2 separate regions of the Arachis hypogaea genome follow, and region 1 is linked to region 2. A link is a contact called in public Hi-C data. All regions are on one chromosome and are shown on one strand. The core of a region is the stretch at or near the end of the contact, and the rest is flanking DNA. Distances in the headings are between cores, read along the strand shown.

Region 1 (4,370 bases), core at 1,589-4,088, 35 kb after region 2:
CGAGGAAGTGGCAAAGTGTTCCTCGAATTTTTTGGCGAGTTCCTGGAAGCGCGAGATAGAATCTGCAGGTAAGGAACAAAATCAATCAAGTGCATGACCGTGTAAATAAGTAGCAAAACAACGGCATAAAATAGGGTCAGAAGCACCGTTTACTATCATTATTGATCGGAATTTCTTGACGTGTTTTTTTTAGATCCCCAACCCATCATCGTAAGGGGTTAAAGTTGCAGGTAAAGCAAATCTTCGGGGCATTTGAAAATTCATGATATCAGCAGCGAAAGGCCCCACAGCGTTGTTGGTCTCCCGATTTTCATTTTCAGGTTGAGCCCCCTCCCGCCGAGGAGTTTCAGAAATGTGTGTCGACCCAGACTCACGCTCTTCATCTTCCACATGTTCATTGCGGTCTTCATTGTTTTCAATTTGAGCATTGGTTAGCTCGGCTATTTGGTTCGCCATCCTCTGATTTTCCTCCGCCATTTTTTGGTTCGCTTGTTTCAACTCGGTTACCATCCGCAAAAGTTCGGAAGGTGTTGGTGGAGGTTGATCAGCCATGGACTGAAAAAGAGGTTTTTGAGGCCGAGAAGAAGGATGAGAAGAGTTTTATATTTTCGGCCCCACAGTGGGTGCCAAATGTTCTTGCCTGACTTCTAGCCGAGGTATAGCCCGCCTTCTGTCAAGTATCAAAGAACTTTTCCAGCGAGAGGGCATATGTCGGCTCCACGAAGAAGCGGGAGGTTGGTATCTGCAAAAGGCACTCCGACGCTCAAGTAAGTGTAATGTATAATAAGTTCTTTTTCTTAGAATGTAATCTGGATCTGAATTTCTTACTATTCCCCTTTTATTAAGAGGTTCGGATCGACCGTTATGATTTCGAGTAATTATATTCGGATTGAAGAGTAACGTCATACCTGTCGTTATTGATCGGCATTCAATTGAAAGTCAGTAACATTTGTGGACGAGTTATGATCATGAAGGCCGAGTTATAACCTTGTAACCGACGTGTAACGATCATATCAAAAACTAAAATTTTAATAAGATTTATTTTCAAAAATTCTCTCATTTTTTTTTAAAGTATACCTCTTAAATCATGCCTTTCTTTTCAGTTCAGCAACTTCTTGCGCTCCAGAAACGGTGTCAAATCTGAGTGAGTCTCACTACACGTTTAAAAATTTGAAAATATAACAGTAAAAACAAAGCAAATTAAAACAACAGTAATTGTCATGAAACTCTAAAAATTGAATTTGAGGATCTTCACAGTTTCTTTCAGGATATCCGATGCATTCATTGATTGGATTTGGCTATTCAAATTGAAATCAACTTGTTCATGAACATGATCAGAGAGTTCTTGTAGGTTTGTAGCTGTAAATTGATTGTTTTCTCATATTTCTCTTTTTTCGAGTACTTTTTTGGAGAACAACCTTCACTTGAAAATTCTATTTTTTTAGTACTAGAATGAGAATTATATAAAAATTAAAAAATTATATATGAAAAAAAAGAGATTGGAATTAAAAATTCGAAAGAAAACAAGATCGGGAAGAGGTGGACTAAAGCGAGAGAGTGTATTAAGAAGTGGGGGTGGGGGCATTATGAAAAATTCGGGAGTGAAAGAGGTAAAGTTGTTTTAAAAATTAAGAGATAATACACTTAATACCAAGTACAATATAAAAACTTAATTTAGTTTTTATTTTTCAATTTCTCATCCTCAGTCTTTATCTTTTTGTCTTAATTTCTCTTTCAAATGCAACCTTAAATTTTAGCAACACTTTTTTCTACTTATACAACTATTTTATATCATCTGTTGTATTAATTTTAAACTTTAATATTTATAAATAAAAATTTAAAAAAATAAGAGTATCATGCAGCAAAATTTAAATGAGAACTGAATCTGTCATTACACGAATAAAATTAAAAATTTAAAATTTTAATCAAAAGATAAAAATAACACTAACTTCGAAGTCGATCACTCTCGCAATGTGTCAACTATCATTCAAGCAGTTGATATCGGGATCTCATGCGTAGGTGCGCGCCATAACATTCGGGCAATTCAAAAATATCAAGAAAACATTCGAGAAAGGGAGAAATGAAGATTAATAGGGATGGAAAGTGGGTCAGGAGGCGCTGTGAACAAGTTTTTTTACAGGCGCACCCCAACCTTATCTCGTTTATAGTGTAAACGAAATAAGTATAATCGTATTTCGTTAATATTGTAAACGAGGTAAGGTTTGTGTCATATCACATATGCACACGTGGTATATAGATTTTAGTTTGTGCCTTATCTTGTTTACAGTATAAACGAAATACGGCAATACGTATTTTGTTTACACAGTAAACAAGATAAGTCATGTTACGAAAATTAATAAAAACTCTCAAAATTATTTATTTCAATCATTAAAAAATTTATTTTATTTATTTAATAAAAAATTCTAACATTGAAAATGTAGATCTTATGTATAAAAGAAAGAAAATCAATAATTAATTTGTTTTTACTTATTTTGGACAAACAAGTTACAAGGTTAATATGAATAAGAAAAGTTTACTGCGTAGTAAAAAACATTTACACATATACAACTAATTAATTTAAATTGGTCGGTGATAAATTTATTTATTTATTTTAAATAAATATTAAAAATTTAAATTTTATTTTATACATATAATAATTTATTAACTAATAATAAATTTTTAAATAAAATTTAAATTTACGATAAATTAATCCTTCATTTGTGAAGATATAAAAATACCGTGTCAAAAAAAAAAACACATATAGAACCATCATGTTATGGCTGCACAAGTGACAATGATACATAGAGATATATTTAAGAAGGTGCGCACTACAGTACACATGTAAGTTTGTAAAGATGTACAGAAATTCTTCTATGTAGAATGCTATTACAACACGTGTCCCTGAAGGGAATAAAGCAGCTGGTAAGCTTTCCTTGTCAGCTTTGTTAACTAGGAACTAGGAAGTGAGCCAATATTAGCTCAATGGGAGTGAAGTGATTAGGCTCCGATTTTTCTTTTGGATTGGTGGGCCTTGTATTTTTGTGCTTATGCCCAATTAGTGTTGTGTACTTTTTGTTTTTGTAGTCTTTGATGAAGTGTAAATAAAATTCACATTGGGTATGAAAAAAGAAGTAATTTAATGAAAACAAGATTTTATTCTGAATATTTATATTACTACGTGATAATAAATTTTTTAGAACAATCAACTTAGTAGTTAATTCATTAGTTCATTTAAATAAATGTCAAGTATTTAAATTTTATTTTATATATGTAATAATTTATTGACTAATAACAAATCTTTAAATAAAATTTTGAACTATAAATTAATCCATAATCTACTGAGTTATGAAATACCATAAAAAAAAGTTTTTTCAGACCAAAAAAATAAAGTACAAACTTAGCAGTGACTCTCAATTATACTATATATTTACGTGAATAAAGTTTTTATACCTAGTATTGCTATAAATTAAGCCAAATAAAAAGAAAAAAAGGACAATAAAAATCTAAAGTAATGGAAATATTTTAAAAAAAATTCTATTGCTTTTGAATCTATCTTTTGGGTTATATAACAAATTTCTTTCTCCATATTTTTTCATTTTTTTAAAAATATTTCACTGTACCAAAACATTGAGACGTGGAGACTGGAGAGGCATGATCTTTGCTATCATTAAAGTCCAATTATCTAAGTAAATTCTTGTTTCTCTAATATACACTTCTTCACATTAAATGATTTATTTCCAAACTTATTGAACTCCTGTTTTATTGATTTTTTTTTAGTGTTTATTTCAACAACAATAAATAGAAATCTATTGTTGACTACTATTTTCATATAGAATTAAGTTTTAATTTACCAAATATTAGAAATCTATGAATATTTTATTTTTGGTTATAAAAAGTAAAATTTGTTCTAATTCTACAAAAAATTATCAACGATCTATTTATTCTTTATTCTGATTTGAAATTGTATTTTACAACAATATATTTGAATTTGTTATTATATATATATATGTTTTCAAGAATTAAAGGCAATAATATTTTGACATGTTTTGCTAAAAGTTATACTCAGGAAAATATTTTAATATTAAAATCTACAAAAAATTCAAGCATAATAACTTTTAAGTTTTGATTAATTTTTGTTATTATATTGAATATATGAAAATAATTGAACTAAGAGATTTTATGATGGCAGCCAATAATGTTAGAATTATTATTTACAATGTAGACACTCGAATTTAAATAAAAGATTTTAAATATTAGAATAATTAGCATTATAATAAACTAAATTTAAAAGTTATTTAGTTGATATTATTTTTCAAAAGACTTATCTAATATAAAAATTTTTTTAAAGTTTATTGAATAATAAAATTTTA
Region 2 (4,208 bases), core at 1,543-4,042:
TTGAAAAAATGTGGTCATGGATCTAATTAGGTTCTTAATTGTAGATACTTTCAATTTGCAAAAAAATATTACGTTAACTCTAATATTTTTTACATTAGGAAGGACCTAATTACAAAATTAAAAGAAGTATAGAGACCAAATTAAAAGGAAAAAAAAAAAGTATAAGAATCTAATTGCAAATTTGGTAAAACTATAGGGAATTAATAGAGTAATTCAACCTTAAAAAACTAATGTATCTTGACACAAACAAATGAGAGAAATAAATAACCCACCAGCACCAGGCAAAAATGATGCCTATCAAATTGTGGAAGGAGGACAAAGACATGCCCTGTGGGTTTGGAACTTGTTCACAAGTCCACATTAAATTGTTTTGTACATTCTTCTAAATGATCATTCTACACACATTGTCACATTCCAAAAACATCAATGCTTTGCACACCCTTATTAATTTGTCATTCTCCATTTCTCTATCAATAGATAGTGCTTTTTCCATCATGGAAGAACATAGCCCCAACAAAGTATAGAAGAGTAAACCAACCACTCCCTAATTCATTAAAATTTCTCTTTACCAAATACAAAAGAATCCCTTATTTGTTCTTTGTTCTTTCTACCAACAACAAAATTGATCCTTCCCAATTCAATATCTAACATTCAAGTGATAAATACAATAACATATTAAAAAATTTAAAATAATAAAAAAACACTACTAAAATTAACAAGATACGGGAAAAAAATTACTCTGTTTCATAATAACAATCAACCTAGATAAAGCAGTACATTGAAAGTTCAATGTATAATTTTATCCAAATTAATGTTATTTTGAAGCAGAGGAAGTACCTCGGCTTTCATTCACTCCACGCGCACGGTCGTTCGCTCCCACTTCTTCATCATCTCGAGAAAGATCTCATTCCATGTATCTATAGGCCCCGGCAAGCACCAATGAACACAATCATTTTGAACTCGCTCTTGAACCCCATTAGCAAATGGAAAAGGGTACATGTAAGGACCAGGGTGTCCATCAGGTCTCAACAATGCTAATCTTGTCACATCCAATGCCTCCAACCTAAATCCTCCAAACTCTTTCCCTCTTTCCTTAGCATCTTCCACTTCTTCAATCTCAATCTTCCTCACATCGGCATCCATCCCTTCAAGCTCTTTCTCCCTGTTCCTAAATGGCTTAGTCTTCGGACAAGCCCCGGCCTTATCCCACTCACCCTCGAAATGTGCCGGCGAAAAAGTTGTCACAATCACATCAATCCCATTATTATTTTCCCTACCACCACCTCTCCTCTCAATTATGCTACTAAGTGTAGTCCTCAAAGCCTTCCTCAATACATCATAGAACCCAATTTCAGTGTGATTAAGACCGGGACAATAATGGCATCCGAGAACTGAATCGCCCTCGTAATAAACAGCTGGATGCAAGAACCAATGACCGATCGAAAGCACCATCAAGTCGATTCGGTCCATATCCTTACCCCACCTCTCATCAACACGGTCCAAATGCAACACATTATGATTAGGCCCTGAACTAGATTTCTCAACACCATGAACAAGAAAAGGTGACCAATACACAGACACACTTGCATTGTGGGAAACAAAATGCCATTTCCGGAATTTATTATCCTCTCCATTGCGGTATACAAGGTTAGGTTCCGAAACAGTAGATAACATGCAAAGAAGGGACTCTAACTGGTTCCTAGCCATTGAATCACCAACAAAAGCTATGTGCTTGTTTCTAACAAGTTGGAGAAAAGCATTAGGATCAAACCTTGGAAGATTGCATTGGCTTGGCTTCCATCTCCAATGAAGGTACCCTGAGTCAGGTCTTCCATGTTTGATGCAATTCTGGCCTTCTTTAATGGTGCTGCATGTGCTTCCATTGTACAAAGGGCCTCTCAAATCACGGACCCATTCTCCATTGAAGTAGTCGCATGATGTTTCATCATCACCACCTTTTTCCTTTTCTGCAATCAAGAACAAAACTTTACATATACCAAGATGCCAAAATTACTAGAATCTAAGAACAAAGAAAAGTACTCTTTGGAGGAACGACTTCTTGACCCAAAACCTTAAACCAATGACTCTACTGGGTACTTTGAACTAAATATCTTTCTTAAACTCGTACAATCACATTTGAAAATTAAACCCGGACAAAAATTAACTAGAAATAGCATAATTTAAGGAAAGATGAAATTTTGCATACAGGTGTATGTACCTGAAGTTGATGAAGGTGAAGAAAGAGGAGGAGGGGTTGAAGAAGAAAGAGAAGAGTGGGTAGCTATGGTGATGGGGGTTGATGAATGGGGAAGTTCAGTTTCTGGGGAAGGAGGAAGGGGTAAAGGGTAGAAGTACAAGCGAAGTAGAGCTAATGGAAGCAAAGCATAGAGTGTCCATGGAAGAAGCTTCTTGGTGATTACAAACAAGGATTGTTCTTTGAATAATGGGATTGTACTTCCCATTTCTTTCTTTAAACTCCCTTTCTTTCTTTCTTTCTTGCTTTGGTCCCTTGTTTTTGTGTGTGTGTCTCTCTCTCTCTCTCTTCTTCCTTGTGTTCCTTCTTTCTTAGCTACACAGATTAGTAACGAGGAAAAGAATGATGTGTTTTTGTTTTGTTTTGTTTTGTTTGGTTTCTTTCAAGGAAAAAGGTGGAGGAAGAGATAGAGATATAGAACTAGAAGAAGAGTCAGAAAAGCAGGTTGGTTTGGTTTTTCTGTGCATTAATCATGTTTTCCTTTATGTCTAATTAAATTTTCATAATTTCTGAAGCATTGGGATTTTTAATGATATTCCAACTTTGTCCTCAACCTTACTTCTTAATTCATAATGAATGTTAAGAGAGAAAAGGACAGAAAGAAAAGTTGATTTTCTTTTTGGTTACAGTTGTAAAGCATGCTAGTTGATATAAGTCACGTCTACGAAATTAAGACCATTGGATTATATATCAGAATCAGAAATTATATCCATTAGTAAAGAAAGAAAAATAGGAAAGTTTCTATTGTAATTATTGGTGTAACTGTAATCATTTAATTTTGTTTTCAATAGAACGACTTTTCCTTTTAGTTTTTACCCCTTCTCTAGGATGCCTTCTATGCTGCTTTTTTTTTTTTTTCGCTTTTGCAAAGTTTTATGTCTTGTTCGGTTGTTCCGTACGAGAATGAAAGCTCATTAATCTTCACGTTTGTTTAATTATGATCAAACAAATGATTTAGCTATTTTGTATTTTAAATAAATATTTTAAAAATATACTAAAAAACTTTTAAGTTTTTTTATGTATTTAATTCATTGAAATATAAAAAATTTATTTTCTTAATTATTTTTATAAAATATTTTTTGTAATATCCTTAAAATATTTTTTAAGACACATGTTATTATGTTAATAAGACTTTAGAATTAAATAGTAATAAGAACTCTATAATAGTAGTTTCATTTGCGAGGGTATAATAGTCTTTAGAGTGAAACCCTATTTAAAAACTTTAACACATGCTTTCAACTTTCATGGGCAAAATCTAATACGAGTACTGAGATCGATGTCAAATTGTAAAAGTAAAAATAAAAAAATAATATGACGAGCGTATGATACATTTTTTTGTTCGTAAGTGAATGTGGCCATATGAACCAGTTTTATTCAATTAATTTGTTTATTGGATACGTTGAATCTCTAGATCATGCATAGCTGGGACAGCACACTTGTTAATGCTGCCATGCCTGACCAAAAAAAAATAAAAAAGATGCTGCCATATATTATAATCATTTTATTTATTATTTTCATTATTGAGAGCTATCAAAGGGGCGTTAAACGTAATCGGGATTTTGCTAAATAAAGTGATGCAATGCGCAGTAATTAAAGGAGTGACAACTTAACAAGTATCACACTAAATTGATCAAAATTTCAGATCAATTTCAGATAAATTAAAGCCTTATAAAAACTCTCTCTCTAAATTGAATAGCTAGTATTATTTTAGGTGTGATTAATTTTCCTAAATATTTATAAAATATAAATACTATTAGAAGAGGTAAAATAATAAAGGCTCATAATTAGATACTTATTTAAGAGAACGTGTTATTTTATTTTTATTTTTTTTTAAAAAATTTATATATCTAATGATTTTAGTTGAGGATGAAATTAGATAAAATATTAAAAGAAACTAAAAATATTTATATAATAAAATAATATTAAAATAAAATTTTAAAAAAATTAAACTAAA

Evidence for each region. Hi-C and Micro-C count contacts between places; a contact is called where the count stands out from the background.
Region 1: a contact with region 2 is called in a Hi-C map of an unstated tissue, with 2.1 times the contacts expected there. The contact joins the enhancer-like site here to the promoter of LOC112750054 in region 2. A contact is called at or near these places in 2 of 8 Hi-C or Micro-C datasets (leaf and an unstated tissue).

Annotation. Positions count from the first base shown.
Region 1 is chr15:27,505,138-27,509,507 of arahy.Tifrunner.gnm2.J5K5, forward strand. No RefSeq gene overlaps it. Among protein-coding and RNA genes, the nearest start is that of LOC112750054, 35 kb to the left of the region's middle. Within about 2 kb of position 2,839, at least 2 of the 3 cell types and tissues checked have open chromatin away from gene starts, as enhancers often do.
Region 2 is chr15:27,469,826-27,474,033 of arahy.Tifrunner.gnm2.J5K5, forward strand. LOC112750054 (xyloglucan O-acetyltransferase 1) reads right to left here and starts at 2,793. Exons shown (of 2, transcript XM_025798570.3): 1 at 2,219-2,793; 2 at 413-1,967. The coding sequence starts at 2,462. The coding sequence ends at 850.